Linked DNA regions of Callithrix jacchus: region 2 is linked to region 1. A link is a contact called in public Hi-C data. All regions are on one chromosome and are shown on one strand. The core of a region is the stretch at or near the end of the contact, and the rest is flanking DNA. Distances in the headings are between cores, read along the strand shown.

Region 1 (2,700 bases), core at 45-2,544:
GGCTCTGCAGACTGGCTTCCAAAGGTGCATGGGCCAGGTGAGCCAGGAGACTGGGGAGCCCTGCTCAGTCAGAGACACAGATGACACCAAATTGGATGGAAAGGAGGAGAAAAAGCATCACTGGAAAACAGAACTGCTAGAGTCCGCACTTGCTTGAAAAAAAGCAGTCATCAGCCCAAAGATGGATGAAGTAGAGGGCTGTTTTTTTAAGGTGGGGGCAGAGGTCACTAGCTTGAAGAATGTGTCATATTTGACATCAGGAGGGCGCTTATGTGAGGCTGGAAAGCAAAGCCTGGTCCGGTCCCTCTCTGGCCAGAGATACTATTCACTGGAGAGAAAGGACAGGCCCTCGACTAGGGGAGAGTGGCATGGAGGAATGTGTCCCCCAACCTTTCTAGAAGACGATAAATCTGAATTATCACTTCTCACTGGCAGTGCTGAAGGCTCATGGGACTGAGGCCAGCACCCAGTGGTGGCCTGGGCTGTAGAACTTCGGAAGCAGCTACTGCTACCCCTGTAGGCTAATTGTTTTTTCCAGAATCAAACTTTACTTGGCAGCACTAGGCTACAGCTCCATGTGCAGGCGTTTTGGGAACGGTGCCTTTGGTCATAGGGAGTCAGGGTTATCTACAAACCCTCCTGTTTCTGGGAAACCAGCCTGAAGTCCTCATGCCCTTTGCAGCCCGGGGCCACTGGGTGCTGTGGTTCTGCCAGCTCTGGGGCAAGCAGAGGCAGAGGGAGAAACTCTATGAGGACAACTTTTGCCCAGCCTGAAACATCGCTTACAGATGGAAGGATGCAAACAGCAGCATGCTAAGTCTTCAGAGAGCTGGGAGCTCTGCCTCTGCTTCAGGGCAGCTCTGATTCAGAGCTCTGAGCGTGTTGTAGCCCAGCGTCCTCAGGATGAAAGGCCCGCTTGGGGGGCTTCTCTAGTCCATCCTTCCCAGCTCCACCACCTCAAACTCTCCCTTTCAGCTGCAACTTCTTCCAGTTCTCCGGGCTTTTGCTGGGGCTGTACCCTCGAGCCTAAAACCCTCTCCTATCAGACACCTACTCATCCTTTCGCTTTCAGCTTAAGCTCCAGGAAGTGTGGGCAACCCCCACAGTAAACAAAGCCAAACGTTTTCTTTATCTGGAGCCTTTACTATGCTAATGTACATTGTGAATCTTCCGGAGGTTGGTGGGTGGGGGGCAGAGGAGAGGCCGCCAATCTTTCCAGTAGTGTTGGGCCACAAGAGGCCTCCTCCCCCCATGCCTATTAACCCTCTCCCAGAACACCATAAAGAGGAGGAGCTTGGGAAATGCTCCTCCCAGAGAAGCAGAGCAGAGTCGAAACCCCTTCTGGGGGAAGGCATAGTCCCTTCTGCCCTCCTGGACCCCGAGAATGGGCTTACCCCCTGGAGGGGGAAAGCAGAGTAGCAGCCCAATCTCTTCTTAATGCAGCTGCAGGGTCAGATCCAAGTCTGGGGGCCTAAAAGTTACATGAATGTTGGGGCGGCCTTGAGGAAAAACAGTGCAGAGATACAAATGATAACTGCTAGGATCCTACCCGGGCTTTGGAAAGGGACTATGAGAGTCAAGGCCCTGAACTTTAAGCTTTATTAGCCTCAAGGTAAAATCCACACTTGTGCAGGGGCTTAATTTGGACATTGGTGTAGGTAAGACACATCCCTACCCACGTCACATTTAGGTCAAGTGGACGGTCTTGGATGGCTCTCCTTTGACTCTGGTATAGCTCTGTCAGGCTCCGGCTGGCCTGCCTGCCTCTAGGCCCACAGCCAGCCTGTGGTTTGTTCTACTGGGGCAGCCTCATGGAGGTGAGTGGTCTCTGGCACATCCTCTTCAAGCCACCAGACTGGTGGGGGCAGCATCATATTTGTGGGGCAGATCTGTTTGCTCTCCCGCCACCCCACCCACTTTCTGTGCCCAGGAGGCTGATCCTTGATCTTTGTGGACTGGATCCCTTGGTTTGCCTTGGTCACTGGCTTCTGGTTGGGTTGGCCAATGGGAAGCAGATAGGAAGAGTCAGAAGTTGAGTATTTATTTCCACAGCTGGGCTGTCCTTTTGGCAGTGGCTTCGTTCCTTTTCTCATAGCACCCCTCACCTACAGCTCTTTCCAGGTTTTGCTGACAGCCCCTGCCCCTGGCGCCTTCAGTCCAGGGAGTGGTGGCAGCTTCCCACTGTTGCCAGTCCCAGTGTACTTCCCTATCCCTTGAGGTTTCTGCAATCTGTAAATAGTCCCGTTACTGAACTCTTGTCAATTAACCCTCTTTGCTGAGTCAGCTATCCATTGCTACCAGGCCTGGACTCACAGCAGAAGTGATATCCATGGGAAGTCCCTAAGTCATCCCACCAATCACAGACAAGATACCCTGAGTTCCCCACTGGTTAACTTGAATATGCAAATGTTAGGCATTTATCCCTTGAGGTAAGCTTTCCACAGAAGTCTAGAGCCTGGCGGTGGCCTGATTCACCCATCTGCACCTTGTTGCTTAGCACTGAACGGTGTGTGTGGCCTCCTCCTTCCTCAGTGTCCAGATTAGGTTATGGGGGGAACATAACCCCCCTTCCCCCAACTTTCTGTGTTGTTTTGGGTGGGAGCGGACATTATCATTTTGGACTGCCCAGTGATGTGCTAATAAATGTTTAACAGCTGGCTCCCTGCCCTCCAAGCCCTGACTTGTAGTATCTGCTGATTT
Region 2 (2,700 bases), core at 175-2,674, 190 kb before region 1:
TTAATGTCTTCTCTTCCTAATCGCCTCCCCGGCACTTCTCCGTTTCTCTGGCTCTTCGGGCATGCCCCGAGCACATCCAGGAGACTGGAGCTCCCCAGGGTAGGCGGCGACGGCGGGGGTGGAGAGTGGAGAGGGCGCGCTCTCAGTCGCTGTCACCCGAGGATCGCAGCCCCAGGCGCGCAGTGCTTGCCTGCTCTGCTGAGGACACGTGCGCGGGAGGAACGGGGAAAGCATCCCGCCTTTCAAGGAGAGGCTCCCGGAGCGCCCCCTCCCCGGGCTCTCTTGCACTCCAGGATTTCCCCCGGTCCGGAGCGGGAGCTGCGGAATTCCGCGCCGCGTCGCCTGGCCTGCCTGCCCTTTCGTGCCAAGTGGGCCAGCTCGGCCACCCCCACCCTAACCACTCCTCCGCTCTGGCCCTGTCCTCCTCCCCCATCTCTGACTTTCATGGCACTGGATAGGCGCCGAGAGGAATGTAAGGCTTGCCAGCCTCTTGGGACCCTGTTCTACCCCGGGAGCGGAGCGGGGGCGATAGAACCAAACCCACCCCCTGCCTCCAGTTGCGCCCTCCTGGTGGGCAGGTGGAGAGCGAAGGAGCCGGAGCGCGGCGAGGTAGCGCGGTCTGGTTTCCTTTACGTTTACAAGCTATAAATAAACTTCCCCTTGGGCGGATGCGCGCTGTGTCCAAGGGCGGCTTTCCGCCGAATCGGGCGGGTGGTTTACGATCTGGGCCGGGAGCTGGTCCTAGCGCGGCCTGAGCCCAGGGTGGGGCGCTGGCTCCCGGAGAGCGCAGAGGTCGGCCAGGAGTGGCCGAGTGAACCTCCTTTTCCCCGCGGGGCTAGGGCGCCTCGGCACTGAGGCCTGAGGGTGGGGCTGGATGATTTATGAGCCGTCACCCCACCCCGCCCCTCCCGTTTCACTTGTTTTCCTCGTCTTCTCCAGCTCAAACCCGGTTCCCAAAGCCTCATCCCCAACCCTGCCCAGCGACGATTTGGCAATTTCTGGCTGTTGGGGCACCGCTCCAGCACTGGTGGGGCGCGTGTGCACAAGGCGTGGGTGAGGCCCCGGGTGCTTTTCACCAACCGCGCTCCTGCTCCGGGCGAGGAGCGGACTAGCTGAGCCCGACCAGGCTGGGCGGCTGAGTGCGGCCTTGGCCGGAGAGGCTGGGAGGAAGGGCTGGCCGCGCGACTCCGGAAACCACGGGCCTACCGGGTGGATCCCTGACCCTTAAGGTCACCGGGCGCGAGGAAACCGCCTGCCCATACCAGAGCAGAGGCCACTGCACCAGTCGGAACGAAGCCGCAAGAAACCCAGGAGGAAACCCAGAGGTCGGGATAGGAGACGTAGCGTGGAGGCCACCACGAGTCCCAACACTGTCTTCCACCACAGGGGTGCCGTTTCCCTCGGCTTTGGTGCTCACTCTGCGAGCGATGGAGGCAAAGCATCTACGTTTCCCGCACACGTGTGCCTGTTGTGTGTGTGTGTGGTGGCTTGTGTATGTGTATGGGCCTACGGGGATAATAAAAGGAATGGGGTGCTTTTGGCAGCCTCTACGTTTCTTTCCGCTGAGACTTGGGAGGCCAGGGGGTAGAGGCGGCCAGCCGAGTGGGCGAGAGCCCGGCCTGGCGCGGGGAGGAGGCGTCTTCCCGTCGGGAGGCTCGGTAGCGTGCTCCCGCTTGCCTCCCGTCCCCTCCCCGCGTCGTGTCGCGCCGCGCCGGCTGCAGCCCACAGGCTCGCTCCTCTGCCCGGTGTTTGTTTAACCCTCATCCCCTCCGCGGCAGCTGCGGGCAGAGGGATTCCTGGCCGAGCTAATTCAGGGACTGGACCCCAACCCCGGTCGCCAGGTGGGCCCTTACCCCTCCCGACCCTCGGGGCCGAAGGTCCCAGGGTGCCGGCACCCCCGCAACCCGAACGGGTCTGGGGGCCTTCAGGGGTCGACAGAAGGGGACCCTTGGCAGAGTCCCCATTGTTCCCCCAGGGCTGGGAAGCTGACTCACGCTCTGAGCACAGAGCGGTGCGGAGTGTTTTCTCGGTAGCCTTTACCCAAGTGCTTTATTTAGACAGGCTTTATTTACAGTACACATGTTTTCGGCTCGTTATTCTGGAGGCGGGAATGGAAACTGGGCAGAGCAGGAGTTCTCCCCGACAGCCTCACGTTTGGAAGGAGTTGAGACTCAGCGGAGTTGAAGGATCCCACTCCCGCTTGCTGTGTTCTCTAGGGAGATAATGTCGAAGAAAACAGTGAAGGTGGGGGGGAGTGGAGGGCGCTGGGGGACGCCCAGCCTCTGCCTTTCCCATAGTGCCCAGACTTCAAAATGCGTAACACCCGGAGGAAGGTGAGACAGACATCCTCATGCCCATTTTAGAGGGTTCAGAGAGGGCCAGGGTCACAGAAGGGCTAGGGCCACAGACAACAATCGGTGGTGTGAAAAGCGTCTTTAACTCCATTTTTTGGGCTTCTTCCTCATGGGGTTAGACCTCCAGAGTTACCCAGGTCTTAGCCTCTCTGGATTCCAGGAAGGGTCTTCCTGGCGCCTTGAGCAGAGGTCAAGGCCAGCCAGGCGGCTGGAAGGCCTCTGGTTGCCAGTCTGCAGTCAAGCATCCTTTTTGGCAGCGGCTCAGTAAGTGGGGTGGTCCAGTTAGGTCCTGCAGGAAATTGTCTGAGTTAGATTAAATATTTTACAAAACCTTCTGGGGGCCTAC

Evidence for each region. Hi-C and Micro-C count contacts between places; a contact is called where the count stands out from the background.
Region 2: a contact with region 1 is called in a Hi-C map of induced pluripotent stem cells, with 2.6 times the contacts expected there. The contact joins two enhancer-like sites. A contact is called at or near these places in 2 of 3 Hi-C or Micro-C datasets (induced pluripotent stem cells and skeletal muscle).

What each region holds. Positions count from the first base shown.
Region 1 is chrX:40,659,790-40,662,489 of calJac240_pri, reverse strand. No RefSeq gene overlaps it. Among named protein-coding and RNA genes, the nearest start is that of BCOR, 370 kb to the left of the region's middle. Within about 2 kb of position 1,294, at least 2 of the 16 cell types and tissues checked have an H3K27ac peak or open chromatin away from gene starts, as enhancers often do.
Region 2 is chrX:40,852,160-40,854,859 of calJac240_pri, reverse strand. It overlaps LOC108589963 (a long non-coding RNA gene), which reads right to left. Exons shown (of 3, transcript XR_001909314.4): 2 at 2,488-2,700; 3 at 2,049-2,212. Among named protein-coding and RNA genes, the nearest start is that of BCOR, 170 kb to the left of the region's middle. Within about 2 kb of position 1,424, at least 11 of the 16 cell types and tissues checked have an H3K27ac peak or open chromatin away from gene starts, as enhancers often do.